6 separate regions of the Mus musculus genome follow, and all the other regions are linked to region 1. The links are chromatin contacts, called in public HiChIP or PLAC-seq maps. All regions are on one chromosome and are shown on one strand. The core of a region is the stretch at or near the end of the contact, and the rest is flanking DNA. Distances in the headings are between cores, read along the strand shown.

Evidence for each region. HiChIP or PLAC-seq counts read pairs in DNA pulled down with a chosen protein or histone mark.
Region 2: an H3K27ac HiChIP or PLAC-seq map of embryonic stem cells shows a contact between it and region 1, with 6 read pairs. The contact joins the enhancer-like site here to the promoter of Pex14 in region 1. A contact is called at or near these places in 20 of 39 promoter capture datasets (the 3T3-L1 cell line, 3T3-L1-derived adipocytes, the C10 cell line and 13 more), 20 of 115 datasets of contacts at active chromatin or transcription factors (the SCID.adh cell line, SST interneurons, T-cell acute lymphoblastic leukemia and 13 more) and 3 of 9 other capture datasets (adipose tissue, embryonic stem cells and liver).
Region 3: a contact with region 1 is called in an H3K4me3 HiChIP or PLAC-seq map of embryonic stem cells, with 5 times the contacts expected there. The contact joins the enhancer-like site here to the promoter of Pex14 in region 1. A contact is called at or near these places in 20 of 39 promoter capture datasets (the 3T3-L1 cell line, the C10 cell line, the HPC-7 cell line and 11 more), 1 of 484 Hi-C or Micro-C datasets (uterus), 21 of 115 datasets of contacts at active chromatin or transcription factors (SST interneurons, astrocytes, bone marrow-derived macrophages and 12 more) and 4 of 9 other capture datasets (adipose tissue, embryonic stem cells, liver and 1 more).
Region 4: an H3K4me3 HiChIP or PLAC-seq map of embryonic stem cells shows a contact between it and region 1, with 18 read pairs. The contact joins the enhancer-like site here to the promoter of Pex14 in region 1. A contact is called at or near these places in 18 of 39 promoter capture datasets (the 3T3-L1 cell line, the C10 cell line, the HPC-7 cell line and 13 more), 3 of 484 Hi-C or Micro-C datasets (bone marrow-derived macrophages and embryonic stem cells), 24 of 115 datasets of contacts at active chromatin or transcription factors (the 230-238 cell line, the SCID.adh cell line, acute myeloid leukemia and 15 more) and 4 of 9 other capture datasets (adipose tissue, embryonic stem cells, liver and 1 more).
Region 5: a contact with region 1 is called in an H3K4me3 HiChIP or PLAC-seq map of craniofacial prominence, with 4 times the contacts expected there. The contact joins the promoter of Rbp7 here to the promoter of Pex14 in region 1. A contact is called at or near these places in 4 of 39 promoter capture datasets (the C10 cell line, hematopoietic stem and progenitor cells, hippocampal neurons and 1 more), 2 of 115 datasets of contacts at active chromatin or transcription factors (craniofacial prominence and embryonic stem cells) and 1 of 9 other capture datasets (liver).
Region 6: an H3K4me3 HiChIP or PLAC-seq map of craniofacial prominence shows a contact between it and region 1, with 3 times the contacts expected there. The contact joins the enhancer-like site here to the promoter of Pex14 in region 1. A contact is called at or near these places in 6 of 39 promoter capture datasets (the 3T3-L1 cell line, cranial neural crest, embryonic stem cells and 2 more), 13 of 115 datasets of contacts at active chromatin or transcription factors (the NIH/3T3 cell line, astrocytes, bone marrow-derived macrophages and 8 more) and 3 of 9 other capture datasets (adipose tissue, liver and macrophages).

Annotation. Positions count from the first base shown.
Region 1 is chr4:149,097,087-149,102,047 of GRCm38.p6, forward strand. It overlaps Pex14 (peroxisomal biogenesis factor 14), which reads right to left and starts at 2,757. Exons shown (of 9, transcript NM_019781.3): 1 at 2,686-2,757. The coding sequence starts at 2,721. Gm46722 (a long non-coding RNA gene) reads left to right here and starts at 901. Exons shown (of 3, transcript XR_003955172.1): 1 at 901-2,053; 2 at 2,359-2,494; 3 at 2,591-2,692.
Region 2 is chr4:148,648,811-148,653,771 of GRCm38.p6, forward strand. Gm572 (predicted gene 572) reads left to right here. Exons shown (of 12, transcript NM_001368835.1): 2 at 2,332-2,432. Among named protein-coding and RNA genes, the nearest start is that of Gm572, 8.0 kb to the left of the region's middle. Within about 2 kb of position 2,356, at least 25 of the 459 cell types and tissues checked have an H3K27ac peak or open chromatin away from gene starts, as enhancers often do. A contact at or near this core is called in embryonic stem cells, where this site is marked.
Region 3 is chr4:148,678,453-148,683,413 of GRCm38.p6, forward strand. No RefSeq gene overlaps it. Among named protein-coding and RNA genes, the nearest start is that of Gm572, 38 kb to the left of the region's middle. Within about 2 kb of position 2,284, at least 35 of the 459 cell types and tissues checked have an H3K27ac peak or open chromatin away from gene starts, as enhancers often do. A contact at or near this core is called in embryonic stem cells, where this site is marked.
Region 4 is chr4:148,722,297-148,727,257 of GRCm38.p6, forward strand. No RefSeq gene overlaps it. Among named protein-coding and RNA genes, the nearest start is that of Gm32897, 23 kb to the right of the region's middle. Within about 2 kb of position 2,160, at least 33 of the 459 cell types and tissues checked have an H3K27ac peak or open chromatin away from gene starts, as enhancers often do. A contact at or near this core is called in craniofacial prominence, embryonic stem cells and trophoblast stem cells, where this site is marked.
Region 5 is chr4:149,452,816-149,457,776 of GRCm38.p6, forward strand. It overlaps Rbp7 (retinol binding protein 7, cellular), which reads right to left and starts at 2,153. Exons shown (of 4, transcript NM_022020.2): 1 at 2,063-2,153; 2 at 541-719; 3 at 34-135. The coding sequence starts at 2,135. It also overlaps the pseudogene Trmt112-ps2.
Region 6 is chr4:148,768,740-148,773,700 of GRCm38.p6, forward strand. No RefSeq gene overlaps it. Among named protein-coding and RNA genes, the nearest start is that of Gm42350, 14 kb to the right of the region's middle. Within about 2 kb of position 2,007, at least 33 of the 459 cell types and tissues checked have an H3K27ac peak or open chromatin away from gene starts, as enhancers often do. A contact at or near this core is called in craniofacial prominence, where this site is marked.

The DNA.
Region 1 (4,961 bases), core at 1,507-4,006:
AAGAAAGAAAGAAAGAAAGAAAGAAAGAAAGAAAGAGAGAAAGAAAGAAAGAAAGAAAGAAAGAAAAACATTGTAAGTAGATTTATGGTGACTGGAGAGATGGATCAGGAGGTAAGTCCTGCATAAACATGAGGACCCGACTTCAACCCCTAGAACCGACATAAAACTCGAGCAGAGACACATGCCTGTAATCCCAGCACTGGAGAGGCAAAGATAGGAGGCCTGCTGGGCCTCACTGGCCGGCCAGTCTAGCCAAATCCATGAACTCCGGGTTCCGAGAGAGAGGCTGCCTCACACACAAAGAGCACTTAAGAGCACCGGTTCCTCTTCCAAGGCCTCAGGCTTGCTTCCCAGCCTCTGCATGGGTTTCACCAAGTCTGTAACTCTGATTCCACAGGGATGTGTGTGTGTGTGTGTGTGTGTGTGTGTGTGTGTGTGTGTGTGTGTGTCAAGAAGCCCTCTTCAGCCAAGAGTGGTGGCGCAAACCTTTAACCCCAGCACTTGGGAGGCAGAGGCTGGCATTTCTGAGTTCGAGGCCAGCCTGGTCTACAGAGTGAGTTCCAGGACAGCCAGGGCTATACAGAGAAACCCTGTCTTGAAAAACCAAAACAAAACAAAACAAAAAAAAAACCTAGAACTCAGTGGACCTGAGTTGCATGTCTGTAATCTCAGCATCCAGGAGGCTGAGGCAGGGCTACACAGGGAGATATTATACATACACATATATAGGTAGGTAGATAGATTTATTTATTTTTATTTATATGAGTACAGTGTCACTGTTTTCAGACACACACCAGAAGAGTTCATCGGATCCCATTACAGATGGCTGTGAGCCACCATGTGGCTCACGGGAACTGAACTCAGGACCTCTGGGAGAGCAGCCAGTGCCAATACTCTTAGCCACTGAGCCATCTCTCCAGCCCCATTCATAACATATTTTTTAAGTGTGTATTTGCAGTGTATTGTTAGATAGTGACAGGACAGGACAACTTTTTCCTCAGGCTTCCAGCACATTCTGACGCAATGTCATCTGTCAGCTCTGGAAAGGAGGGCAAAGGAGAAACAGGCTCAACCCACACAAAGGTGGCCAAACCCTGAAAGACCTTGGACCTCCAGAAACTGTGGACACAGTTCAATCCCTACAGAGGTTTGAAAAAAATTCAGACCCTGAGGCTCGCTGCAGTTTAGCATGCGAGGTGGGATACCACAAGAAAGGAAGGTCCCTCTTTCAGACACTGCAGAGTCCAGAGTTGGTCCTAATTGTTTCCCATGCCTTACAGCACACACATTCCTCCTGAATCACTCACACCACTAACAGAGGCTGATCTGAGTGTCCAGCGCCTTTAAGTGTGATTCCCCCTAATCGACTTATCACAAGTAGAAAGGCAGTAAGACTCTAAGTAGTAGTCCTCTGCCTAGGAAGGAAGGGAAATATCTGTAAGTGGTTTAAAACTCTTTAAGGTGCTTCAAGATGTTGACAAATGAATGATGAGCTTCCCAGGCTAAAAATATTGCTCCTCCTAGGTCTATCCTAATCACATTGAAACATAAGATAGCCAGAGAGCAGAGACACTTCTTCGGGAGCTGAAATCAAGGCCCGGCGGTGCACGTGATTTAGGGCTCGCTACAAAACCTTGCTACCCACTTCTGCACTTTACTAAGAGAAGAGAGACTTAAGATAAGCAGCACTGCCCTGGGGCCAAAGAGAAGGCTGAGCAGGCAAAAGGCGTTGCTGCTAAGCCTGAGGACCTGAGTTCCATCTGAGATCCACATGGCGGACGGAGGGGGGAACCGTTTCCGGCAAAGTTGTCCTCTGCCTCCCACCAGCACCATGCTGCGCACATGTACACAAAAATAAACAAAAAATCAAAAGTAAACATAACTTGCCCTCTGCCTGCCAGCACACTGGTGGTAAAACCCTCTCCACATCCCACTCCGCCTTTGGCTTAGAAACCCCTTCCGAGGCCATATCAGCACGACTTCCAGGCAGCCCAAGCATCAACAGTGGCCCTCACTGTCCCACAAGCGAAGCGGGATTTGGTTAAATCTGCAGGTGAAGAACTCGGAGGGGAGTCCTTGGCTAAGACAACCAAACCCAGCCAAGCGAGGGTTGGATCCTCAGCTAAAGCTCAGTGGCGTCTGTTATTTAAAGTACGTCCCCTTTCTACTAACGCACTGGGAGGGAAGGAGTCCTCAGAGCGGCGCCCCAACTTGAAAAGGAAAGAAAGCCCCATGGTGAATGAAGCCCCAGATGCTGGCACTTTGGGGGCTGAGGCCGTGGGAGCGGGAGTCGCCAGGCCCCTCCCGACAGGGGACAGCCGGGTACCAACGAGCCTTCCCCACCTCTCTCTCCTCCAGCAGGGCCCTGCAGCTGTGTGCTGAGGACCTAACCGGAGCCCGCCACCCTTCCTGACCAAGCCCAGAGGGCTCCGAGGGGTCGCCGAGCGGGAAGCCAGGGCCTGAGACCCGGTCGAGACCCCGACCCGGGACTGTGGTGAGAGCGGGGTCACCGGGGGAGGAGCCGGGCCGGGAGGACCGGAGAGGGGCGGGGCCCAGAGAAAACACTAAATCGGGGGTCCTCCGCTTCAAGGCGTCAGGGTCGCCGCCCCACTGCCTGCCGCGCGCCCAGCGGCGCCCCAGCCGCGACCCCTGACAGTCGCGACGGGGCAGTCCCACTCCCCTCACCTGGTTCGGCTGCTCTGCCTGCTCCGACGACGCCATCTTCCTCAGGCCTGACTAGTCGACCGCCGCTGGCCCAAGTTTCTCCCAAGAGCGCTTGCACTAGTTCTCCCGACTAGACCAAAGTAGAAGGTCCCGAGCATGTCGATGGGGGCGGGTTCCCGGCAAAAAGGATTGAGTGAGACTGGTGTCCCGGTTATCTTGCAGTTTACAGGAAAATCCATAGTTCAAATTCTTTTTAAAAAAATAGAATATCTCTTGTTGTTGTTGTTTTACATTGTTGATGTATAAACGCTGTGGTTTAGGCACATCTACTCCTAATTTTCTCCCCCTACTCTCCCCACATCACCCACCAGGTTCACCCTCTTTTTAAAATAAATTTACATGTTTGTATGTTTAGACTTGTTTGTTTTTGTTTTCTAGACAAGGCCTCACGTAATTCAAAGTAGCCTCAAACTTTCTATGTAGCCCTAGATGAACTTCTGATCCTCCTGCCTCCACCTCGAGGTGCTGAGATAACAGGCGTGCGCCACACATTTTTATTCTTGAAGTAAATCTCTCCCTATTCTCATAACATCGTGGGCACATTTAGGGACTACTTATTTAATAAACACATGAAAATGTAAGTTAAAATTTAGCCATTCGACCGGGCACTGGTGATGCACGCCTTTAATCCCAGCACTTGGGAGGCAGAAGCAGGCGGATTTCTGAGTTCGAGGCCAGCCTGGTCTATAGAGAGAGTTCCAGGACAGACAAGGCTACAACAGAGAAACCCTGTCTCGGAAAAAAAAAAAAAAAAAAAAAAAAAAGCCAAAAAAAAAAAATAGTGTAGCCATTCGGTACACTAGTATTCGTTAAGTACCTACTGTTTCTCAGAAGCGTTCATAAACTCCAACAACACTCTGCAGCTCGCTCTCTCTCTCTCTTTTTCTTTTTTTTTTTTTTTTTTTTTTTTTGGTTTTTCAAAACTCTGTCGTAGCCTTGGCTGTCCTGGAACTCACTCTGTAGACCAGGCTAGCCTCGAAAATTTGCCTGCCTCTGCCTCCCAAGTGCTGGGATTAAAGGCGATCGCCACCATGCGTTCTGCAGCTCTGTCTTAAGAAACCCATGTGTTGGGGCTGGAGAGATGGTTCAGTGGTTAAGAGCACTGACTGCTCTTCCAGAGGTCCTGAGTTCAAATCCCAGCAACCACAAATAAATAAATAAGAAATCCATGTGCACAATAGTGCTTTCTCAGGCTGCCTCTCCTCTGTATTAGAACTGACATCTCAAGATGGGGATATAGCTTAGTTGGTAACACATGCATAAAACCTGGGCTCCAGCACAATGACTACGTGGTACAGTGGTGCACAACTGTGACCACAGCACATGGGCTATATGCTGAGTTCAAGGCCAATCTAGACTATGTAAGGTTCCCGTTGGTTGGTTGGTTTGTTTTTTAAATTAAAAAAAAAAATTTATACAGGCAGAAGACTGGAACACCCAGACTTTGAGAACTGGGGACATTTGAGGAGAGAGGAGCAGTCTGTGAACCATCATTATGGTAGCTGAATTGTTAGATGTGTTGCTTTAGGTTTTTGAGACAGAGTCTCACTGTGTAGTCCAAGCTGGCTCAAATTCAAGATCCCCTGCTTCTGCCTCCAGAGTTCTGGGATTATAAGTGTACCAGTATGCCCTGCTCTTTAACCTTAATATCACCACCCGACCACCACCAACATCACTATTTTGTATGTATATGATGCTAGTCCTTGTGTGCTAAGCAAATGCTCTACCAATGACCCACACCCCCAGTGCCAATTCTTTTCATGTTAAACACTGGAGCAATAAAACAACAACAACAACAACAAACCAGACTTGTATCACAGCCAGGAGGGATGAATATATTGCCAGGCAGTAATGAATCAGCTCTGTGATTCATGGTTCCCTTTACTTTCTGACTTGCGATCTTATCATTCTTTCTTGCCAAGAGACACATTTTCTTAATTCCCATTTCTATTTATTTTCAATTCTGTAACCAGGCACCGCTCCATTCTATAAGATACTGTTGAGTGTTCCCACTGAGCAGAACAGAAAAGGTTGATCTTATAGCCAGAAGTACAAAAAAAGAAAGAGGATTCTTTTTCATTTCAAAGTTACTTTCTTATAAACCAAAGACAAGGCGATATAACAAGAGAAAAATAACCGGTTGGTCAACATCATTTCCGGTTACCTTTTTGTGTAAGAATTAAGGCATGATCATGCCAAGCAGAGTGAGCCTGTTTGAGAAATCTGCCTATCCCTCT
Region 2 (4,961 bases), core at 1,106-3,605, 450 kb before region 1:
TCCACGCACCTATGGTCCCGCACCTGCTGCCTCTTTGGCTGGAATGCACCTCCCTGGATCGAAGCTCAGAATTCTTTGATACCTCATCTCTGCTCAAATACCACAGCTCGGCGATGTTTTATCTGACACGGGAACTTTGCAATAGGCAACGAGAGTTATTTACATTTAACATTTATTTATTTTGAAGTGCATGCCCACATACCCATGTGCTACGACATACGTGTGGGTCAGAGGGCAATTTTGTGAAGTCGGTTTTCTCCTTCCACCATGTGGGTTCCAGGGATCCAACTCTGGTTACCAGTCTTGGTGGCAAGAACCTTTCCCCAATGAGCCACCTTACAGTCCCTAAGATTTTGACAATTATTGCCCATGTCCAATGGAAATGGCTTGCTTAGTGCAGACATTTTCTCTGTGTCTCAGCCTAGTTTGTGATATCTTATTATTTGTATTTACTATTTATGTGTTATACGTGTGTTTACATGTTTGTGTGTATTCACCTTGTCAAGGGAGGCACACATGTACAAAAATGGGGGGGCATGCATGCTCGTGTGTCTGTGTGTGTGTGTACAGGCTAGAGGTAGACAAAAGTGTCATTCTTTATTGATCTCCACCTTATTATTTTTTTAGACTTATTTACTTATTATGCATACAGCATTCTGTCTGCATGTACTCCTGCAGGCCAGAAGAGGGCACCAGATCTCACTATAGATGGCTATGAGCCACCATGTGGTTGCTGGGAATTGAATTCAGGACCTGTTTCCACAGCTAGTGCTCTTAACCTCTGAACCATCTCTCCAGCCCCCTCTCCACCTTATTTCTTATTACTTTTTTTTGATCCATCTCGTCAATACCTTCACGTTAATATTATTATTGTTATTATTATTGCTGGTGTTTTGAGATAGGGTCTCACTATGTAGCCCCAGCTGTCCTGGAACTCACTATGTAGACCAGGCTGGTCTTGAACTCACAGAGGTCCACCTGCTTCTGAATCCCAGCTATGTGATTGAAGATGTGACCACCGTGCTGGCTCCATCTTACTTTTTTTTTTTTTTAGACAGGCTCTCTCACTGAGCCTAAAGCTCACCAATCCAGACAGATGAGCTAGCCAGGGAGCCCCTAGGAACCACATGACTCTGCTTCCCCGGTGCAGGGATTAGGGGTGCACTTCACCTAGGCTGGCTTTCCCCGAATATCGTGTACTTAATGATGGAGTCGTCTGTCTAACACTGTGTGGTTCTTTAAGCTGTGGAGAACCCTGAGGTGTGGGAAGGATTCTTGTCAAAGGGTTGGTGTGTGTGACAGGGATGTTCATTCAGAACTTCTGCCTCCCTTTGTGGCAGTCTGTCTGTCTGTCAGTCTGTCAGTCTGTCAGTCTGTCAGCAAATTCATCCCAACATCCTGGATTCTAGAACAAAACCACCTTCTTCTTCTTCTTCTTCTTCTTCTTCTTCTTCTTCTTCTTCTTCTTCTTCTTCTTCTTCTTCTTCTTCTTCTTCTTCTTCCTCTTCCTCCTCCTCCTCCTCCTCCTCTTCCTCTTCCTCCTCCTCCTCTTCCTCCTCTTCCTCTTCCTCTTCCTCCTCTTCTTCTTGTTCTCCTCCTCCTCCTTTTTTCTTTTCTTTTTTCTCTCTCTCCTTTAAACTGGCTGTAAATCTGCAGGGCTCCCTCATCAATAATGACTTAATCCTTAACGTGGATTCATTGTAAAATCTGTATCACAATGTTGCCTTTTCGGAAACCCTTTTTTTACATTGATGTCCTGGGAAGTATCCTCCCTCAGCATCCCCAGTTCCCGTCCCTGCCTCTCATCCCTGTTTCTTCTTTGGTGCTTGCTTGCTATGGAAGATTCCACTATTCATTTCTTTCTTTGTCTTTGCTGCTTGGTCCAAGTCTTGGCTACTGCCCATGGTAGGCATGCAAACAATATATCTCTGGGGCTAGGGTGTAATTCAGCGGTAGAGTGCTTGCTTAGCATTCTGATGCCCTGGATTTGACCCCGTAGCAGAGCAAAAATAAAAAAATAATAAAATCCATATATACATAAATATAATTGACTAGATGAGCTGTAATGGAGATGCTGCGCACCTGTAATCTGGGTATTTGGTAGGCAAAGGCAGGAGGGATTCCAAGTTAGAGGCTAGCCTGGGCTGTATAGCGAGGTTAAGATTAGCACACTGTCTTAAAACACAACACAACACAACAACAATAAAAGCAAGAAAAAATGAAAAGAAAACAGAACCAAAAATGAGATATAATTGCCCGGCTGTATGAAGACAGCCGAGGCAGCCCTGCTGGGCTGGGCACCTGCTCCATGCCCTTCGCTCTTCCTTGCAGGGCCATCTGTCTGGCTTGCATTCAGCCTGCTGTGTTCCCATGGATCCTCCCTGTCAGGTCAAACAAGGACAGGCCTCGCCCAGCGCATGGAGCTCTGACAGGTAAATCAATCAAGCTTTTCTGGTTCACAACAGGCTTTGGGCGGTCCCCTCTCCTCAGACGGACAACTTGCCATGCTTACATGGAAGGCAGAAGGCATCTGTAGCCAGCACACCGGCCTGGATGGCCGCCCAAGTGCTGGGATTCTCAGGGCAGCTGGTGCCAGAGGCAGGACCAGGCTTCCTCACATGGATGGCAGCACTTGTTTTGAAGTATCTGGCACAGGCTCTGCACCAGGCCTGGCAGGGAGACTTGGCGGCAACACAGTTTGTTGTTTTCACCTTTGCTGTTTGTTTGTTTGTTTTGAGACACGGTTTCTCTGTGTAGCCCTGGCTGTCCTGGGCTCACTATGTAGATCACGCTGGCCTTGAACTCAGAAATCCGCCTGCCTCTGCCTCCTGAGTGCTGGGATTAAAGGTGTGCGCCACCATTGCCAGACCTTTGTTGTTTGATTTTTGCTTTTTTCAAGACAAGGTTTCTCTGTTGCCCCTGCTGTCCTTTTGGAACTCTCTCTGATGCAGACCAGGCTGGCCTCAGAGATCTGCCTACCTCTGCCTTCTGAGTACTGGGATCAAAGGTGTGTGCCACTGCCTAGCTTGTTTTGTTTTTTGGTACAGGGTCTCAATATACAGCTTTGTCTGGCCTGGAACTTGTTATATAGACAGGCTAGCTTTGAACTTGAAGAAATCTCCTGGCCTCTTGACTCTCAAGTGCTGGGATTAAAGGTGTGCACCACTGCACCAGGATCACTAACTCATTTTTACATTAGAGTGCAGAGGAGTGAGGGACTTATCATCAATCTCCTGGCAAAGACTAGTAGAGCCCAGACTTCCTCAAACCAGTTGAGTCCTGGGGTCTCCATTGTCAGTCACTCACCACACAAAAGATACAACAAGAGTAGCACATGTTTGCTGAACGTTTATTCTGGTTCAAGCCCTGTGTTGTGATCCTCCACCCAACTCCCTCCTTTTTTAAAAAAAAAAAGATTTATTTATTATTATATCTACGCACACTGTAGCTGTCTTCAGACACACCAGAAGAGGGCATCAGATCTTATTACGGATGGTTGTGAGCCATCTGTGTACACAGCTACAGTGTACTTACATAATAAATAAATAAATCTTTGGGCTGGAATGAGTGGGGCCCGGAGCGAGCAGAGGTCCAGAGTTCTATTCCCAGCAACCACATGATGCTCACACCATCTGTATAGCAACAATGTACTCATATACATAAAATAATAAAAAAGAATTTATATATATATATATATATATATATATATATATATATATATATATATATATATATACTGTAGCTGCCTTCAGACACACCAGAAGAGGGCATCGGATCCCATTACAAATGGTTGTGAGCCACCATGTGGTTGCTGGGATTTGAACTCAGGACCTCTGGAAGAGCAATCAGTGCTCCTAACTGCTGAGCCATCTTTCTTTTTTTTTTTTTTTTTTTTTTTAGATTTATTTATTTACTATATGTAAGTACATTGTAGCTGTCTTCAGACACTCCAGAAGAAGGAGTCAGATCTTGTTAAGGATGGTTGTGAGCCACCATGTGGTTGCTGGGATTTGAACTTCGGAAGAGCAGTCGGGTGCTCTTACCCACTGAGCCATCTCACCAGCCCCCTGAGCCATCTTTCTAGCCACAAAGTTGTGTAGGGCTTTTATTTGGGTTGTTGTTAGTTTTTGAGACGGTCTCATCATATAATCCTGGCTGGCCCAGAACTCACAGAGGTTCACCTGCCTCTGCCTCCTGAGTGCTAGGATTAAAGGCATTACAACACCTGGCACTTTCTTGATTCTTGATTGACATAGGAGGGAACAGTCTACTGTGGGCAGTGTCATCCCCTAGGCGTTGCTCCTGAGCGGTATAAGAAAGCAGGCTGAGCAAGCCATGGGGAGCAAGCTGGTAAGCAGCGCCCGCCCTCCATGGCCCCTGCTTGGGCGCCTGCATGCGGCTCCTGCTTTGTCTTCTCTTTATGATGGATGCTACCTGTGGGCTGAAATAAACCCTCCCCACCCCTCAAGCTTCCTTTGGTCAGGCCGTTTATCACAGCAATGGAAACCTAAGGCCTATGGGATCTGGGAATCTAACTCGGGCTGACAGGATAATATGTTTGGGTGGCAAGGACTGTTCCTTGCTGAGCCATCTCACCAGCTCCCACTTTTTACAAATTAATTTATTGTGTGTGTGTACATGTATGATATATGCAAAGGTCTGGGTATCTGTGCCCCTCCCTTCATACCTGTAGAGGCCAGAGGAGGGTGTCAATTGTCCTTCTCCCTCGATCTCCACCCTATCCCTTGAGACAGGCTTGCTCATGGAACCTGGAGCTAAGCTGGTGGCCAGCAAACCTCCGTGGTCTCCCTGTCTCTATACCCATCAGCACAGGGGTGGGAGTGTGCATTCGGCCATCCATGGTCCTTTCATAGGTGCTGGGGACTTGAACTCAGGTCCTCATGCTTGTTCAGTGGGAGTTAGCTCATCTACTGTCCCCAGCCTCCAGGTTTTTCATTATT
Region 3 (4,961 bases), core at 1,034-3,533, 420 kb before region 1:
GTGGAAACCCTGTAGGGTTTGAACGCCTTGAAGGAGACTGAGTTTCCCTCTGACCTCAGGGAGCATCTTATAATGTATGCCTTTAGGCGACAAGTGGTCGTATATGGATACTTTACAAAGGGGGCCATGGCTAAATGGTTGGTCAGAGGGGCAAGCATAGGCACCAAGAACCTGGAGAACAGGGGCTGACTGGTTCAGGACTTGCCTGCTCTCCTAAAAGGAAAGTGTCTCTCCAGGTCTCTTCTGCATCACTCAGTTCCCTGCAGTTCCTGTGGATGCATGAGATGTGGCTGGTAGGAGAGGGGCTATGCCTTCCGTCTTTCGTCTCCACCTTGGTACAATGCTGCCTCGGGGAGTCACTTGTATCTTCACTTTCTCTGCCACTCACCTCTCCTCGTCTCCACTTCTTCAAGGCCACCTAGCTTTGGGACATCACAGACCAGGGCATAAACACATAACCCAGAAGTTCTGTGAACCTTGAGCTCGTTCCCAAGTCCTGAGTGTATTGTACCAACCTGCATCCTTGGACACCAGACAAAGGGCATGGAGTTAATGAAGTCATCAGGCCCCAAGTGATGATAGATAGAGCTCAGCAGGCAGAGAACTCGCCTAGCGTGAGGCTCAGGGCTTTGATCCCCAGCACAGCGGTGGTACACATCTGGAATTCCAGCACACCAGAGGTGGAAGTTCAAGCTCATTTTGAGCTACATGGCACATTCAAGACCAGCTTGACATAGGTAAATAAGACTATATCAAGCCGGGCATGGTGACACACGCCTTTCAATCCCAGCACTCGGGAGGCAGAGGCAGGCGGATTTTTTTCTGAGTTCGAGGCCAGTCTGGTCTACAAAGTGAGTTCCAGGACAGCCAGGGTTATACAGAGAAACCCTGTCTCGAAAAACCAAAACAAACAAACAAACAAACAAACAAGTCTGTATCAAAATAAAATAAAATAAAATAAAATAAAATGAAATAAAATAAAATGATCGCTATGAATGGTCCAGCAATTCCCAGGGCAGGAAGAGGCTAGGCCTGGCTTGGCCTGGGCTCTGGATGCTCTTCTCAGGCAGAATAAACAATAGGCAGCCATTTCTTTCCCCTCAGCTAACTCTCCTCACCCTCTCAAAAGTGGGAAGTCTTCTTTAATTAAAAAGTGCTCGGGGTTCCATGCAGGACTCCTGTTCTCTTTTAAGACGTAACAACACTGACTCTATGGCCCCTCCTACACTTGATGTGCCAGGGCCAGAATGGTACCCATGACCAATTCTGGGGCTATGGCAGGCATACTCGTGAACATCGTCCCTGCCTTGGGGACATCTAATTTTCTTGCCGAGACCTCCCAGGTCTTGCAGGCAGGCATCTGTTTATGCCTGACACATCTGTGTGCCGTGACATCGTGGAAAGGGGTTCTGTGGGGTTGGGGTTGTGGGGTCTTAGCCAGTCTAGGCTATTCAATGTGATTAGACATCATTTGGGTCCCTTGGGTTCTAATCTTCTCCTCCCCAGAGTCTCAGCCAGTAAGCATACATACACTGTACTTCTTCCTTGTCTGTCCTGCGCAGCAGTCAACACAGCCAGAAAATCCCTGGGTTTGCCTCTGTGAGTACCAAGCCTGTGGCCCTGGACTCTCAGATGTCCTCTGCTTCCCGTGATGGCTTCCTGTCACGGCATACCCTTTTAGCGCCGGCTGCAAGTCTCTGTTGGGTATTTGAATCTCACTTAAACTGGAACTGTACTTATTATCAACTCAGTAATTCTCCAGATTAGGGAGTAACCGAACTCCCGATCCTCTATCTTCCGAGTGCTGGGATTACAGGCATGAACGGCCTTGCCATATGTCACTCATATAAGGCTGGACATGGAACCGGAGGCATCGTGCATGCTAGGCAAGAACCCTACCAACTGAACTATGTCTCAGGCCTATCTCCTCTCCCCAGCCCTCCTTTTTCCTCTTTGGAGACCCAGGGTGAGCCATTCCACACCCCAGCACTGTGCCCTTCAGAGTGAGGTCCCCAGCCAGCAATGCCTACATTCCCTGGGAATTCACTAGAAACACAAATCACTAGGGTGGTTTTGTTTTTGTTTTGTTTTGAGACAGGGTGTCATGTAGCCCAGGCTGCCCTGGAACCCTCTGTGTAGCCAAGGCTGACCTTGAATTTCTGATCTTCCAGTTTTCCTTCTCTCAGTTAAAGAGATTACAGCCAAGTCCCACCCTGCTCAGTTTAGATATGCAAATTATTAAACTTGGAATGTCCCTCAGTTACCAAAGTCTAGCTGGGCCACTGCATTATCTTAACGAATGAATTGGACCACACCCCAGATGACAGATCAAGAAATTCAGTCAGTGAGGCCTGATAGTTTGCATTCTAACAAGACTTCCTGTGGATTCAGGAGGTGCTCCATTGCACACAAGAAAACAACTGCTAGGGAGAGAGAGAGAGAGAGAGAGAGAGAGAGAGAGAGAGAGAGAGAGAGAGAGAGAGAGAGAGAGAGAGAGAGAGAGAGAGAGAGGAGACTGGTACTCCCTAAGTCAAAGAACTCCTTTGCCTCTAAAATAAAGGCTACATTCTGTTTCAAAGTCTTGCCACCACCATCTGCCCACTGTAAGCAGGACCACCCCTTTGAGGAAGAAAGAAACGATTGTTTCCATTTTATGGATGCAGAAACTGAGGCTCACAGCCTGATCCAAGGTCACATAGATAGCTGGAAAATAGTAACTCAAGGTCTTCATATTCTTAGGCAAGGAATCCTTCCAGCACACCTTGAGTCTTCAGAATTCCTTTAGACCAAAGAAACAAACCCAGGTCCTATTGGCCAGGAAGGAGATCTGCCTTCCAGCTTTCTGCCCAATTTCCAGTTGCAATCACAAGAGAGAGCATCCAGGAAGCATAAATTTTGCCTGGCAGTTGAGTAAGAGCTCTGAAAGGAGTTACACGTCAGGGAGATGGGACTTTATTTCTCAATGAAATAGCCTTTTTATGGCTGGAATAAAAGTGCCAGGGGAGCCTAATGCCAGGAAGCAGAAAGCACATTTGATAAACTCCTCCAGCCAGGGCGGGGCTGCATGGGAACTCACCGCAGAGTTCCCCACGACACCAGTGCATGCTTCTCTGTAGATCCGAGTCCTGCCTGGGAGAGATCTTGGTTAAAGGTGGTGGTGGGGTCGTGGGCGGCGGTCCTCGTGGCCCTTCTAGATGGAGAATGGCTGACACTGGACCCCAGAGCCTGAAGCTGGGTCTCCAGTTAAAAGTGGAGCTGCAATGTAAAGAGCAGCCAGCAGGGGGCAGCATAACACACTGTTCCAGCCTGACCTGGGGCTGCTACAAGGGTTGGGGGCTTAGGGGTGGGGGGGCCTCTGGGGTACAACCCTCAGAAGAGGTCAGCGGTAACTCTCTCCCTAGGAAGTCTTCCTCCTCCTTTCAGCTTTTCTCTTCAGCCTTTTCCTATCAAAGAACAGTTCCCCATAAGGTGGGGTAGGGTTTCCCTCCCCTGTCTTGCCCACTCTCTGGCTGTCTTCTTAAGCTTCGACAAGTTTATCTTTGGACTTGACTAACCCATTGATTTCCTCCCAATGGGGTCTTTCAGATAGTCTTAGTGTAACTACGTGCAAATGGGCAGAGTTTGTAGGTTTTGGGGGCACCACCTTCATAGTCCCGGGGCGGCGGTGGGGAGGGTGGGGGCGCGAGAAAATCCTGAAGGGCAAAGGCAGCAGGGAAATCTCCTTTCTGAGTGTGTGTGATTGGCAGGTTTACGGCCTCAGGAAGGTGCGTGGTATTCCGCACAATCAAGTCATTTTTAAAAATAATCTCCCTGCTTAGGTCGAACATGCTGCTAATTGCATTTTAATAAGTCTCTTAAAATCTTGCCATATTTTTTAATATCCTAATATTAGGTAAGTGATTGCGGGGGACACTGGAGGGCACGGGGAGTTTATGTAACAGAGGGAGGACTCTAGAGAAGCTGGGGGCTGGGGGTGGCTGCCAAGTGGCCTGTGGTGTGTGTCCCAGAAGGGTGTCTGCATTTATGTGTGTGTGGAATACAGGGGGCATGAGTGCGTGTCCGCCCAGAGTGTATCCGGGGTATGCATCCTCAAAACTGGCAGTGCTTGAGTGTCTTTCTTTGGCCACTAAATCAAGAATCTACGAAGGAGGCAGATTGAGCCCCCCCAAACTGGAGCACCAGAGTCTGAAAAGACCCCTGACCAGCTTGTCTTTCCCAAGACCAACCCCCCTGGGCTAAGAGAGGGGCCACTTAGCGAGACAGAGAACCCAAGCCGCAGGCTTGTGAGGCCAGCCCCAGACTCTGGCTGTGCCAGCAGGACCTAGCATCCCAGACTACTGCTCTAACTCTGCCCTGCTCAATAATGTGAGAAGCACTGGTGGGCAGTTCCCCTGGGGAGCTCCCCACACACCTGGCATTTTTCGCTGACCGCTTTCCCCTAAGTGGCCCTATAGGGTGGGTTGGAGTGGACTCAGCTGAGAAATGGCAGAGATGACGATTGAATCTACCGTCAGCTCCTGTGGTTAGTGGAGACAGATTCACTGACTCTCTCTCTCTCTCTCTCTCTCTCACACACACACACACACACACACACACATACACACACACACACACACACACACGTAAGCATGCACATATATGTGCGTGAATGCAGGTGTCGGTGGAGGCCAGAGGCATCAGATAAACTGGATGTGGAGTTAAAGCAGTAAGCTATAAGGCACCTGCTGTGGGTGCTAGGGATTGAACTTGGGTCCTTTGGGAGACCAACCTGTGAGCTCTTAACCACTGTGCCATCTCTTTAGGTTCCCCTCCTTTTTACTGACCTGAGCCATCTCCACAGCCCCTGGCAGAGAGGCTCATCCTGTCTGGTCAGGAGGGTGAGCTGGGGCTCCAGGGACTTCCTGCACAGCCAAGCATCCAGGCCTCTGGACACCAAGTGAGACAGCAGAGGAGACTGGCAG
Region 4 (4,961 bases), core at 910-3,409, 380 kb before region 1:
GTCTCCTACCAGTGCCTGGCGTCCATTTCTTCCTGGCCAGCATGCCAACAGTTTAGAAAGCTAATATGTACTTCTAAAGGTTTATGGGTGTTTTGTGTGTTCCTTTTCACTGTGTGTGTGTCTTCTGTACATATGGGCTCACTCTGTGTGTGTTGGGGGGAGGGTCAGGAATTGACATCCACCTTATTTTGTAGACAGGGTTACCCACTGAGCCTGGGGCTTGCTAATGAGGCCAGGCTGGCTGGCCTGTGAGCTGAAGGCCTTCCCTGCTGGGATTACAGGTCATTGTTGCTGCACAGGTTTAGAAGTGTGCTCAGTATTTGAACTTGGGTCTTCGCTCTTGAGCGGTGGACACTTTACCTATTGAACCATCCCTCTAACTTCCCAATACCTCCTGCTTGTGGCTTGATGAAATGACTTTTTTTCTAATCTTCAGGGGGCTTTCTGAGGTAGAGGCTGACAAGGTGTGGGACGGACAGATGAACAGAGAGGCCAGTGGCTTGGAGAGAGGTTGTAACAACTTATTTAAATCTGGGAATTGCTCGCGGGTGCTTGGTGGTTAGAATGAGGTCCTAGGGATTGGGGGTGGGGTCGCAGGACGTGGGAATGTGGAGAAGAATCAGGGCTCCCTAGGGTTTGCCTGTGGCAACAAGGAAGACTCCCCTTTGCTTTAGAGTCAGGTCAAGCAAGAGACAGAGGAGACCAAGAAGGCGGAGGAGGAGAAGGCGGCCAGGGAGATTCAGAAGGCCCCCACGTGTCAGAAATGGTGGCAGAAGTCTGATCTTGGTATCCAGGAGGCTGAGGCTAGCCTGGGCTACACAGTGAGACCCTGTTTCAAGGACGGGAGGAAAGAAGGGAAGACAGTGACTTCCGATGGCCTGAGACCTGGGTCCTGGGTGCCACGGCTGGCTGTCATGGCTGCCCTGGCTGGCTGTCATGGCTGCCCTGAATGTAGACAAAGATGAAGGGAGGCTTGGAGAAGAGAGACCAGGAGGCAACCCGCTGAGCTTTCCCCAGACATTTGTCAAGGAGCAGCAGGTGGGTGCTGGAGCGGAAGTGGATAAAGGAGAAAGGAACCTGCCGGAGGAAAAGAGGCAGGACACAGGAAGCTTTCTGATTCCGGAAGTGACGCATTCTGCTATTTGGGAGGTAAGTGGGGTGGAGCCTAGAGGGAGGGGCTAGCCAGAGATGGCAGAAACCACACTGCCAATCCGCCCCTCCCCAATCCCCCCTCCCACGAGACTGCGACAGTACCACCACAGTAGCCCCAAAGGATGTCCTGCTTGCTGTGTGCCCCACCCACCGTGGGGAGTTCAGGCCTTTTGCAGCAAGACTCTTTGCCGTAGTCCCCAGGATTTTCTGCCGGGGCAGGAATTATGGTTCCCGTTCTGCTGGGCAGATGCTGAACCACTGAGCTACATCCCCAGACCTACAGAGAGGTTCATTCACTTGCCCAAAGGCCACACAGCTTTTAAGAAGCAGAACTAGAATTCAACCTTGATGTTGCCCCACTGCCTGGCTACCCAGGTGCCCAAGAGTTCCCTGTCCAAAGGATGGTGGATGGGCCTTGTTGACTTGGCTTCTGGATCAGCCAGGGTATGCATGCCAACACTGGGGATGTGTGGGTCAGGAGTGATTTCCCAAAGGGCTGGCTCACTTTAGTTCTCAAGAATGCAAAAAATACTGTTAAAAGAGTTGTTCAAGGGGTGTGGAAATGCAACCCCAAGGTCAGAGGTCAGAGAAGTGCCAGGGATTAGAGAAGCCTTGACTGGAGGGCGGGAGGAGGGGGGGGGGAACCAGAGATGGATGTGGTAATTAAGCTTGCCATCCCAGCACTCAGGAGGCTGAGGCAGGAAGACTGCTGCAAGTTCCAGGCCAGACTGGGCTGGGCTTCAGGGTGCCTGCTCTGTCTCACAAAAGCAAAAGAAATGGACAGCCCTGGTGGTGGTGAAGGTAGTGTGTGTGTGCTGTGTTTCCAGACCTGGCCTGGCTCAATGAAGCAGTCCTGACGGAAGACTCAGAGGCCTAGAGGCAGGAGAGCCAGAGGTGAAGCTGTACACGGCCCATTCATTGGGTGGGTCCCCGCAGCACAGCGCCCGCCTTGCAGGAGCCAGCTCGCCCCGCCCGCGGGGGTCGCCCGTCCCAGGCCGGGAAGTCTAATGTGCCCGCAGCCGTTCCGGGGAGCGGTCCCCCGCCGCGCTAATGTGCGGTCGCCCCGCCCGCCAGCAGTGGTGCCCCCGCGCCGACCCCGAGCGCAAATCGATACGCATCAGGCGGCGGGCTGCCCCGTCCCCTCCCTGCCCACACCCCTCTCTCCAAGCTCCCTTCCTCCCTCTCGGATACCCCGGACCTGCCTCCGCCCTCTGGCTTCCTAGGAGCCTGGGAATCCCGGGTGAGTGGATAGGGGCTTAGGGCCAGAGCGTGCTCATTCTTTCCCCAAGGCAGGGACCCGGGGAGGGGGATGAATGAAACACTCCAATGCAAAACATCAGGGGTGACGGTGGCCCCTGCATAAGAGAAATCAAGACAAGTAAAAATTAAGGCCCGGGAATGTGGCTCAAAGACACAGCTCTATGGCACATAAATTAGATGTGGTGTGCACACCTGTAATCCCAGCACTCGCTCTGGAGTAGAGGCAGGAGGGTCCTAAATTCAAGGTCAGTCCTCAGAGGCTACAAAGTGAGCTTGAGGGATAAGGGAAATCATGCTTCAGGTTAAAATGAAAAGGCTTGGTGGACGATAGCTCAAAGGCTCAAGCGCTTGCTTTGCAACAAAGAGTTCGAGCCTACATAAAAGCTGGCAGGTGTACTGGCACCCTGCTAGTCCAGGTGGGCACGGATGATCCTCAGAGCAGGCTAGACCATCAGACCAGGGGAGCCCCAGGCTCACCAAGAGACTCCAATAAATTGGAGTGTGGGATCAGCATGGAGACACTGGGTGAAGTCACTCACGGAGGAAATCTGGGGACCTGAGGTAGATCCATGGAACCCATGGGTCACCCGAAGGAGAGAGCTCACTGCCACACATGCACCATGGCACCTGTTCCCATTTACCCCACGCCCTCCATGCTGTGATAATAAGTAAAAAATTTAAAGATTAATTTTTTAAAAAGGTGGAACCTGACAGAAGATACCAGGCACCTCTGACCTTACAGGGCCACACAGGCCCGCGCGTGCACTCGCACACAGGCCCACAGGCCTTCGTTCAGGCACACACACCACACGCACATGTACATGTGATAACTACATAAGTTAAAAAAATTAAGGGAAAAATTAATGCAAAAAAAATCCTCAGTGATCAAAAATAAATCAAAATTTTAAATGAAGCTGAGATCAGTAATGGTTGAGCAGAGCCATATTGGAGCCTGGGGCAAAGGGAAAAAAAATATCAAGAAGCTGGATCCTGTTTCATTTAAATGTTGAATTCTTTGTTCATCCCAGATTGCTCACTGGGGGACGGGTTGTCACTGAAACTCGCTTTGGGGACCAGTAATGACAGAAGAAGAAATGCCAGCACCTTAATTACCTTAAAAGTATTATTGGGGGGGAGGGTTGAACCCAGGGCCCCCTGTGTGCTAGGTGCACGCTGTATCCCCAGCATCCTCTCCATCTTTTAAAATTGTGGTTGTTGCAGCAGGGTCTCAGGTAGCCCAGGCTGGCCTCGAACTTGCCGCCTAGTAGAGTCTTGCTCTGAACCCTTGCTGCTTCTCTTGCCTCCCGAGTTCTGGATTTACAGACATAGGCCACCTCTCTCAATGCATCAAGTTACTAGTTAAGTTTTTTGTCTTCTTTTGTTTGACACAGCATCATTCAGGCTGACCCGGAACCCTCCATCCTCCCTCCTGTCTCAGCATCCCGAGTCTTGGTCTTAACGGTTTGTAGCACCACGGCATCTCTTAATTTTCTCTTTTTTAAATAAAAAACCCCCGTGACAATTTACAGTTTACACAGCAATGTACCCAGCATACTTTACCTTTGGAGGGCTTTCTGTCCCAGGATTTCCATTATCTTCAGAGCCCTGCAAGTGTCACCAACCAGCTTTAGCGCTTTGCTCTACCCTTGCTGGAAACTCTGTAACCTCAAGCAAACACTCGTTCTCTTTGGTGTCCCCAGACCCTGGCAACCATACTATTTCCATCGCTATGGCATTATCTGTACTGGAGATGAACGCGGGATCATATGCTGTGTGGTCTCTTGCAGCTCAAGGTTCATGGTTATTATAGCTTCTGCCAATATTCCACTCTTTTCTTTTTCCTGGGTATGCATGTGCGTGTGGTGTATGGAGCCTGTGTGCATTGGTGCATACGGCTGCTCTCATGGGCGAGGAGGCAGGGGAAAATGCCTTCCTTCCTTCCTGCCCCGCCAGCCTTCCTCTTAATCTCTTGAAACAAAGTCTCTAAATGAAATAAATGTACACACAGGTGACCAGCAAGCAACAGTGATCCACTGTCTCTGCTCCCCAGAAGGCTGGGGTTAGAGGTGACATGGGGGTCCAGTTGGCTTTTCACATGGTGTGCTAGGCACTTGAACTCAGGTGTTCATTTGTGTGTGCAAGCACACTCACCTCTGAGCCGTTTCTTGGCTCCAGGATTGAATTTTTCACAGTTTGAATCGTGGTTCATTGTGTGGCTATTCCTCATTTCCTCAGCCATTCCTCAGCTGTGGGGATTTGGGGTGTTCCTTGTGTCTATCCCTCGTCTCTTATGAATAACGCACTGATGCGTGAGCTTCCCGTGTGCACGCTAGTGTGTGTGTGTGTGTGTGTGTGTGTGTGTGTGTGTGTGTGTGTGTGTGTGTGTGTGTATGCTACAGTGTCCATTCAGAGGTCAGAGGACAGTTTGCAGGAGCCAGTTCTTTCCTTCCACCATGTAGTTTCTGGGGATGGAATACAGGCGTCAGTCTTGACAGCAAGCGCCTGTACCTACTGAGCCATCATCTTAGCAATCTTTTACTTACTTAGGT
Region 5 (4,961 bases), core at 903-3,402, 360 kb after region 1:
AAATGTTTTCAAAAGATCAGGACAGATCAGTACCAGGTGGAGCTGGTCCCCTTCGATCCAGTGGCTCCAGCCTCTGTTTTTCTTCTCTCCTCTCTGTACGCAAGTGAGTTTGTCATTCTCCCAGGTAACCAGGCTCTGCAAGGAGGGAGAGAGAAACAGTGTTTCACTATGGCAGGATCCTTAAACATTACCGGGTGGACTGAGTGAAGCGCTAACTGAGATCTGCAGCCTAGGTTACATTTTGATCTTTTAAAATTTTATGTGTTGCCTCCATGCATGTATGTGTACTATGTGCATGGCTGGTGCCCACAGAGGTCCTTGGAATTGCAGTTACAGGTGGTTGTGAGCCACCATGTGGGTGCTGGGAATTAAACTCTCCATTCTCTACAAGAGCCCAAATGCTCTTAGCTGATGAGCTGTTTCTCCAGCCCCAAGCCTATGTTCTTTCGTTTTTCTTTTTCTAAGGTGCTAGTAATCTTCCCTGGGCCTCATGCTGGCTAAGTGAGAGCCCTAGCCCTTAGCTGCTGCCTAAGCCCTTACCGTGCATTTTCTGTTATCCAGGCCTTTGTTATCCTCCTCAAACTCTTCTCCAACTTTGAATTTTACAAGGTAGTTCCTGAGGCTGCTGCACGTCTGGATGGTGAAGGAGTCCCCATTTTGCTCAATCACTTTCTGTGGCTTCAGCAACTTGGCAATCTTACGAGTTGCAAAGTCAATACCTGCAAAGTTATTGTTCTTATTATATATATTTTTTATTTTAATCATTTACATTGATGTATGCGTGGGCATGCGTGTGTAACTCAGAGAGCAGCTGGTTTTAAAGCAGGATTTTACATAACACATGCTGTCTTTGAACTTATACAGGCAAAGGTGACATTACACTTCTGATCTTCTTCCCTCCACTTCCAAATATTGGATCATAGGTGTGCACCACCATACTTGACTCACGAGAACTTGTATAAATTTTACCTGCAGGCATATCTGTGCACCACATGTATGCAGTGCCCAGAGAGGCCAGAAGAGGGCATCGCATTCCCTGTAAACAGGGCATTCAGATGGTTGTGCGCTGCCATGTGCATGACTAAGCCACCTCTCTAGCCGCTAAAGAAGGATGATTTTTTTTTTAATTGCTTTTACTTACTGGGGTTTTGAAGTCTGTTCTATGTACTTGAAGGAAGTTTTTCAAGTACCCAGTACAGCAAGATATGGTAGCTTAGGTCTCTAATCTCTATACTTGGGAAACTGAGAAAGGAGGATTTCCTGAAGTCTGAGACCAGCCTGGTCTACAAAGTGAGGTCCAGGCCAGCTTGACCTACAACGTGAGACCTTATCTCAAAACAGACAAACAAAAAAACCCGAACAAATAAATCCCAATACAAGCCCTGGCAAGGATGCTCTGCATGCAGGAATAGTTGCCCAAATCTGTCAAATCCATAGAGCCAGAGCAAGTTGCCCGGTCAGCGCCATACCGAGAGTCTTTTAGGAAGCAGGGTCAGTGATCAGACCCTCTCTCGTGGACCCATGCACTGGAGGCCACAGGGTTCAGGGTGTGGGGCACTGCTCTCTCGCCACACACATGGGCAGCTCAGGCTGACTCTGCCGGTTCATCTGCAGGAGTAGCCTTGAACTCCGAACACTGGCCATTAGCCAAGCGGGCTCAGCTCTGGCGGGGAAATTGAATTCTCACGCAGACTGCAGCTGCTGTTTGCCTGGTTTCCAGTGCCAGGACCCGCCCTGCCCCTAGGAGCCCCAGCCGCTCCCAACCGTATCCCACATATCCACGCAGATTTGGATAGGCAGGGGTACATAAGCACCTGAGATTCGAGGAACGCAGAGAGGTACCGACAGATGGGATGAGTGACAGACGAGACAAGGGGGTCAGAAGAAAGACAGAGCAGCAGAGACTCTGGGACAAGGACAGGAGCTGACCAGCGAGAACATAACCCACAGGGGACAGAAGGACCTGGAACACACAGGACAAACTGTCTTCACTCAATCCCGGAGGCCCGAGGCCTTGCTCCCCAACCTTAGCTCCCCCTAGCTGCACAACCCTAAGTCCTACCCAGGGCCAGCATGTAGCCCTCGAAGTTGTCGCTGCTGAGAAGATTCCAGGTACCGCTGAGGTCTGCTGGCATGGTTTGGTGTCTGTCCGCAGCCAAAGCCCAAGAGTCACAGGCAGTGGTGCCCTATATTGTCAATGGGGCGAGGGCGGAGCCAGGATGGAGCCCAAGGGGACTGCAGGAGGGGACAGGGAAGCTGGGGGTGTGGAGCCCTGGCTATCCCTCCTTCCTTCCTTTCCCACGTACTCCTGGCTCCATCCCTTCTCCTGCCCCACCCTACCTTGGCAACCTCTGTTTCCCTTGTGACTCCCTCCTTTAGTTTAACTTTAAACACCTCTGAGCCCAGGGTGTGACCCAGGTCATCCCTTATTCTTAGATGTTAATAACTAAACGAATGGCTTTCAGCTCCCAGCATCAAATACTGACTGGGTCAACATAAATGTTTAAAACCAGCTGTTCTCTGATTTACACACGCATGCCCACACATACATCAATGTATATGCAGCACCTAGCCATCCTAATAAATAGGAACTCATTTATTTGGGGGGGGGTTTCAAGACAGGGTTTCTCTGTATAGCCCTGGCTGTCCTGGAGCTCACTTTGTAGACCAGGCTGGCCTCAAACTCAGAAATCCACCTGCCTCTGCCACCCGAGTGCTGGGATTAAAGGCATGTGCCACCACGCCCAGCTCTTTTTTTTTTTTTTTAAGATTTATTTTATTTATTATATGTAAGTACACTGTAGCTGCCTTCAAACACCAGAAGAGGGAATCAGGTCTTGATTCAGATGGTTGTGAGCCACCATGTGGTTGCTGGGGTTTGAACTCAGGACCTTTGGAAGAGCAGTCAGTGCTCTTAACCGCTGAGCCATCTCTTTAGCCCAGGAACTCATTTCTTTTACCCTGCTCAGGTTAGACCAGCTGGTCAGACTTGACTGTGTGTTAGCTGGAAATCTGTCCACACTTGAAAATTGAGGGCCAGGGGTTGGAGAGATGGCTCAGTGGTTAAGAGTACTGACTGCTCTTCCAGAGGTCCTGAGTTCAATTTCCAGCAACCACATGGTGGCTCACAACCATCTGTAATGGGATCTGACACCCTCTTCTGGTGTGTCTGAAGACAGCTACAGTGTACTCACACACATGAAATAAAGAAATAAATCTTAAAAAAAAAAAAAAAAAAGAGCTGAGGGCTGGGTCTGGTAAGCTATAGGCTCTTTATGGACTGTTAGGGATCCCAGATAGCATGGAGGTTGAGTTCTCTAAGAGTCCCAAGAGAACCACAAAGGTGCTGCCCTGTGTCCTACAAAGCGATCTCAGAAGTTAGGTGACATCACTTCCACCAGAGTCCTAAACCTTTCAAAATTCAAAAGAAGGAAACTGGAAACCAGGCTGGAGACGCAGCTCAGTGACAGAGAGCTTGCACTGAGGCCCTGGGCTCTGTGTCTGCACCGTAAAAGCAAGCGGGTGGGTCTTAGTTTTGTTACCTGTTGCTGTGATGAAATACTCATACAAAAGCCACTTATCGGGGAAGGGATTGTTTTAACTCACCATTCCAAGTTATGGTCCAGCCTTGCAGGGAAGCCAGGGTCACAGGCACGTGAAGCTATCAGACATCCACAGTCAAAAGCAGAAATGCCTGCCTGTGCTGGGCCCACTCATGTCTCCTGTCACACACTCCAAGACCTAAACTCTGCCAACGGTACAGGGTCCTTCCACATCAGTTAACAGGCATCATGGACACCCATGGTGACACAGCTAGCACTGACAAAAACTCACAACTTTGTTAACTTTTTTTTTTCAGGTTGGCTGTTGTGGCACATATCTTTGATCCTAGCACTCAGGAGGAAGAAGCAGGCAGATTTCTGAGTTCAAGGCCAGCCTGATCTACAGAATGAGTTCCGGGATGACCAGAACTGCACAGAGAAATCCTGTTTTGAAAAACCAAATAAAACCAAATCAATCAAACAAACAAAAAAACAAAAAACAAAAAAACCCCAAAAACCTGTTTATAATTTGCATATGTTTTATGTCTTCTCCCTCTCTGTCTCCATCTCCCTCTCCCTCTCCTAGTCCATGCCTCGTCCATTTCCCTGTTTGTTGACTGAAAGGCATGACTGTGGGTTCACGTCATTTACCATGACAGTGTCCCCGGGTCTTGCACTCTGCCCAGCAAATGCTCAATAAATGCTTGACTGACTGACTGACTGACTGACTGACTGACTGAATGTGACCTTTTCCAAGGGAGAAATGCCCTTTGTATTGAGAAGCCAAGGTGGGATCAACTTGCTCAGAAAGAGCGTTTGAATCTCTTACACCAAATGGCATAGACATTCCTTGACCTTTGAGGGATCCATAACTGTGAACTCTGCCCAAATTTCTGGAGTCTGGAACAGGACGCATAAAGAACAGTAGCTACGCCTTCCGGTTCCGGCCTCACGCGCTCCGCTGTGACAACATGAAACTGCTCACCCACAATCTCCTAAGCTCCCATGTGCGGGGCGTGGGCACGCGTGGCTTCCCGCTGCGCCTGCAGGCCACTGAGGTCCGCATCAACCCCGTGGAGTTCAACCCGGAGTTCGTGGCGCGGATGATCCCCAAAGTGGAGTGGGCGGCGCTTGTGCAGGCAGCGGACACCTTAAACTTGGCCGAGGTACCCAAAGAGCCGACTGAAGGCTATGAGCACGACGAGACATTTTTGAGGAAGATGCACCACGTGTTGCTTGAGGTTGATGTACTGGAGGGCACCCTGCAATGCCCAGAATCTGGTCGTCTTTTCCCCATCAGCCGCGGGATCCCCAATATGCTGTTGAATGATGAGGAGACTGAGACGTAACCTTGCTAGCCGCCACTTTGGTATTTTGTTGACTGTGTGTTTCTGTTGTACGGTCTGTTAAATAGACGTG
Region 6 (4,961 bases), core at 757-3,256, 330 kb before region 1:
CAAGCAGCCGTGCCAGCCTCTGGGCTGGGCGGGAGGTGCTTTGGGATAATGCCTCCCTCAGGAAGCAGTAATTGAGGGGTAGTGAATTAGATAATCAACACCGCCAGGAAGTGGGGATGTGCCCGGGTTGCCTTTGTTCCTAGAATGAGCATACCACAGTGCCACGCTGTGCTGGGGAAGGAAGGGAGGGGACCTAGTCAGGCTGGGAGCAGGAATTCCCTTACCCATCATCCACGGCCATACCCACAGCAGAGTGAGCTGGACATCGTTAGGCTCCCAGCCCACCCGTGGGGAGGTTCTCAGAGCCTGTTGGACCCTGGAGGGGTCTGGGAGCTGCCTGGTTATTCTATCACTGTTTACTCTCCAGTGTGTCGTAGAGGCTTCAAAACCCTCAGCAATGAGGTGGGCTTGAGTTCAAATCTTACCTCCTCTACACTACTTGTATAAACTCTTTGCCTCCCCAGCCGTTTCCCATGACTCTTCCTGCAGATGACATGTTCCCGTGAGGGTCACCAAACACTATTAATTGTATTTGCCCACACGACAACGACGAGAACGACGACCTTGGGCCCCTCTCCCATGCCAGGTGGAGAGGCCTTTAGGACAGTCTTGCCAAGTCTTCCTACCAACTCCATGAAGTCAGGCCTTTGGTCATTACTCTTCCTATTTATAGATGACTGAACTCAGGCATGGGCAATAATTCAAATGCCTGGGGTGGTGCTCTAGGAAGAGACAAAGCCTGCGCTTGAACCCAGATATCGTGCAGGACCCACAGGTCCCAGGCTACGTGATATCTCATCGCCCCCAATATGCAGTTACAGCAGTGGCGTGGAAGTGAACAGCCACCCTTTCCAGCAAGCCTCACGTTCTTTTCCTCTAAACAAGATACCATGGGCTCCCTCACACACTCCTGAGAACTGCTTTCCATCGGCAGGGGGTGGAGTGGGGTGTGTTGCGGGGTGTGCTGGACATTAGGAAGTTCCCACACAGACTTCCAACATAATCTCTGTGACTGTGTTCTTAGGCCTTGGTCTGGGAGTGTGGACACAAGGACTTCATCACCACCTCTGTCCTTGACAGGGCAGTGATTGGCTCTCTACGCTCATTTGGGCCCCATTCCCACTGCATGGCTGCAAACACTCGGGTCAGGGATGATATAACCTTCTCCGGGCCTCAGTTTCCTCTCTGTAACACAAGCGGCTAGGACTCTCTCCCATCCATTCTCAGGTCTCCCATTTCCAACCCCACAGATCCCTGGTGCTTTGAGGTCAAGGTCAGAGTTAGTAGGACTCAGCTGGGCAGAGCATAGCTGGTGAGGGGACATGTTCCTTCTCCAGTGTCTCTGCCCTACTTTCTGATGAAGGATAAACTACTGTCAGGGTGAAGGAAATAGACACCCAACAGCCCCCTAGAAGGCACCCAGAAGGTTCCCAGGACAGGAGGGCAGAACTGTCACAAGGCAGAACTTCTCACTGTAAAGTGGTATTCCCAGAGGCTACTGGAAACCCACTCGAATGACATGTGGGCAGTGTGAACACCCTATGCTGAGTGTACCACCTCATTCTAGTCCCAACAGCAGCACCCACAAGGCAGGACTCTTTACCACCTACCTGTTGGCCCCTCTGCCTGGCATGCTTGGTCTCTTCTGAGACTGCCCACTTTTCTCAAGCTGTAGCCCCCTTTGACTACAGCGGCGGGGGGGGGGGGCGTGGGAGGGGACAAACAGAGAGTTCTCGGGAGTAGTTGGAACCCGGATGGCTATAGAGTCCAGCCTTTGTATGATCCCCCAGCTGAGAAGCACACAGGCATCTCCCCCTGGCAACCTCAGTCCCAGCTAGGTTCTGTGTCCCTCTCTAGGAGGTGGTAGGCAGTCAGTATGCCCACCTACTCTGGGACCAGAGGCAGGGAGGGGAGGGGCCGCGGGCCTGGGAGAAGCCTGGCTGTTCCCCTCTGCCCCTCTAGAGATCCTGCTCCCTACCCTAGACTGGAAACCTGACACCCGGAGGCCCATCTGCTCACTGCCCTCGGTTCACAGCCCCTGGAGGCCTCTGTGCCAGAGGCAGCCTAGCCGTGATTGTTCCCTGCTGAATGGGCAGGCCTGGTGCCCACACCAGGTGCACCATTGTGATGGTCTTGACACCTGCCTGGCGGGTCGCAGGGCCCACAAGCATGGCGATCCTAGCCTGGCTGAGCAGAACTGCCTACCAGCCTCCTGGAGTTGGGCTAAGGAGTTCCAGGTCCCTCGTGCTCTCACGGTGTGTGTGTGTGGGGGGGGGGGGTTAAGTACCCCAATCACAGTTTGTATCTCCGTTTGCCAGAATGAAGGGGGACGCTTTGTCCCCTCTTCCACTTACGATTTCAGCCCCGATAGAGGGAGGGGGTGCACCCTCAATTTCTTGACTGTAAAATGGGAATAAGAGAAGAAGCCACCAAAATGAGCAGCTGGAAGATCAAAAGCCACACTGAGCGATGGGGAAAAGCAGTTACTACAATTCAGACTTGCAGTATGCAGGCAGGGACCTCGGGGAGCTGGGCTCAGCCCCACAGGCCCGCCCAGAGCCCTGGCTGCCCCCCTGCCTGCCTCCCCTTGCCCGGCCTCCCGCCCCGCTCTATGAAAATTTAATGCCGGGTAATGACAGTCTGGGCTAATGAAAGAGGCTTCTCTTCTGGCAAAAAGAGAAAAACAAACAAAAATCAACAACCTGCAAGGGGGCATTAACTTTTCATGAGCTCTCTCCCCAGTGACACCCCGCCCCGGCTCACCCCGGGCAGCGCCAAGCCCCCTCCTTCCCTATTTCTCTCAGGAGCCAGGCTGGGCTGAAAGAGTGAGGACGCAGCTGGAGGGGTCCTGATTCTTTGAGAGTGTCTTCTTGGGGTTTCTTTGTGGGACACCTGCCAGTCTTAGGGAAGAGGGAGCTCTAAGGGTTTGGGGGAGCTTCCGTGGAGGGCTCTGGGGGTGGAGTACCAGCGCCGGGCAGCAGGTGGGAGTGGATGCAGTCCAGAGCTAGTGAGAGAGGAAAGGATGAGTTCAGGGGTCCGGTTCCGGTCTCAACAACCTGCAATAAGCCTCGCCCCCCAGTCCTAGCTCCCCTGTGCCTGACTGCAAATGGCTAGAGAAAAGGGCACGAAGCGCCGCTCTTTCTCTCTCTTTGTGGTGTCCTGGAGAGCCATTGGCTGCTGCCTGTGATATCCTGAGAGATGCGACAATTAATTTTCTTTTAATCAAGGTCGGATGAAGTAAATCGGCGCGGCTGTGCAGCCCTTCATTTTCTGTTTTTGCAGTGGTGCAAAACAAATATGATCAAATTATACTCCTTCTCACCTTATTGAATTAGGAAGCATGACTGATCAGAGGGAGTGGAGATGCACGATACTAGGTGGAGCGCCCCCTCTTTCCCTGACCCAGCTTCCATCTCTCGGGGGTCACTGGGACTTAGGGACCCCTGGAGGATAACAGAAGACAGTACTCAGCATAGTGGGTGCTCAGCAAAGGCATGTGAAAGAATGAATGAATGAGTTGAATGAATGAATGATGCAGTGATAACCTTGGGTCCTTTATGGCTTTTAAATTTTTAGTGTGTGTGTGTGTGTTCAAGTATGTGCATGCTGTGACATCTTTTTAGGTCACAGAACAACTTTTGGGAGTCCTCTCACCCATATGAGTTCTGGGAACTGAACTAAGTGGTTAGGCAGAACGTCTCTGCCAGCTTTCCACCTTTGCTTTGCTTTTTTTTTTTTTTTTTAAGACAGGGTTTCTATTTGTAGCCCTGGCTGTCCTGGAACTCACTCTGTAGACCAGGCTGGCCTCGAACTCAGAAATCCACCTGCCTCTGGCTCCTGAGTACTGGTATTAAAGGTGTGTGCCACCACTGCCCAGTCCACCTTTGCTTTTGAGGCAGGCAGGGTCTCTCTGCTGCACTGGCGTTTGCTTTATCACTGTTGCTGTGATAAAGAGCTCTGGAGAGGGCTTGCTTCAGCTTGTACTTCCAGGTCACAGTCCATCACCGAGAGAAGTCAGCGAGCTCACGCAGGAACTGAAGCAGAGTCCAGGAAGTGCTGTGTCCTGGCCGGTTATCTGGCTTGTACCCAGTTAGCTTTCTTACACAACCCAGACCCACCTGCCTGGGGATGGTGCCACCCACAGTGGGCTTGGCCCTTCCCCATCAGTCATAAGTCAAGATACTCTTTCACAGCAGTGGCCACAGGCCCATCTGATCTGGGAAGTTCCTCAATTGAGCTTCCCTCTTCCAAGGTGACTCTATGGTTACATAAAAACTAACCAGCGCAGCTGGGTGCCCCAGGCTCACTGGCCTGCTAGCTTTTGGGGGAATTCGTCAACCCCTGTCTCTAGCCTCACTGAAGGATTGCTGGAGTTACAGACATGCACCATAGTGTCCAGATTCTGCAAAAATCTCAGGGATTCGAACTCAGGTTGTTAGGTTTGTGCAGCAGACACCTTTTAGCCATTTATCTCTCCCCGTTGAGACAGAGCTGTATATGGGCCAGGCTGGCCTCAAACATGTGGCTGTGGATGATCTCAGACTCCTGGTCCTCCTGCTTCTGTCTTCCCAGGGCTGGGATTACAGGGGGAGCTGCCATGCCCAGTTCGTGTGGGGCATATTAGGCAAGCCCTCTACCAGATGACAGCCATCACTGAGAAAACGTTTGGGAGAATCTGAAAGGGTAAATTGGCGTTGGCTCAGGGACCTCAGGGAGAGAGCTGCCAAGGTCCTCTAAGATTAGAGTTTGCCTAGAAGGAGAGTCACCTGGGCCCAGGTCTCGGCTCCATCCTAAGACATATTAGTTTTTTTTGTCACCGACCTTAAACTGAGGATGAACATGTCAATCAAGCCGGGGCTAGATGAGGTAACAGTCTATGGGAGATGACCTCACACAGTGGGCGTGCAGCGCCCGTCACCTGGCATCATCACCTTTTATTAACATGTGTTTATTTCTGATAC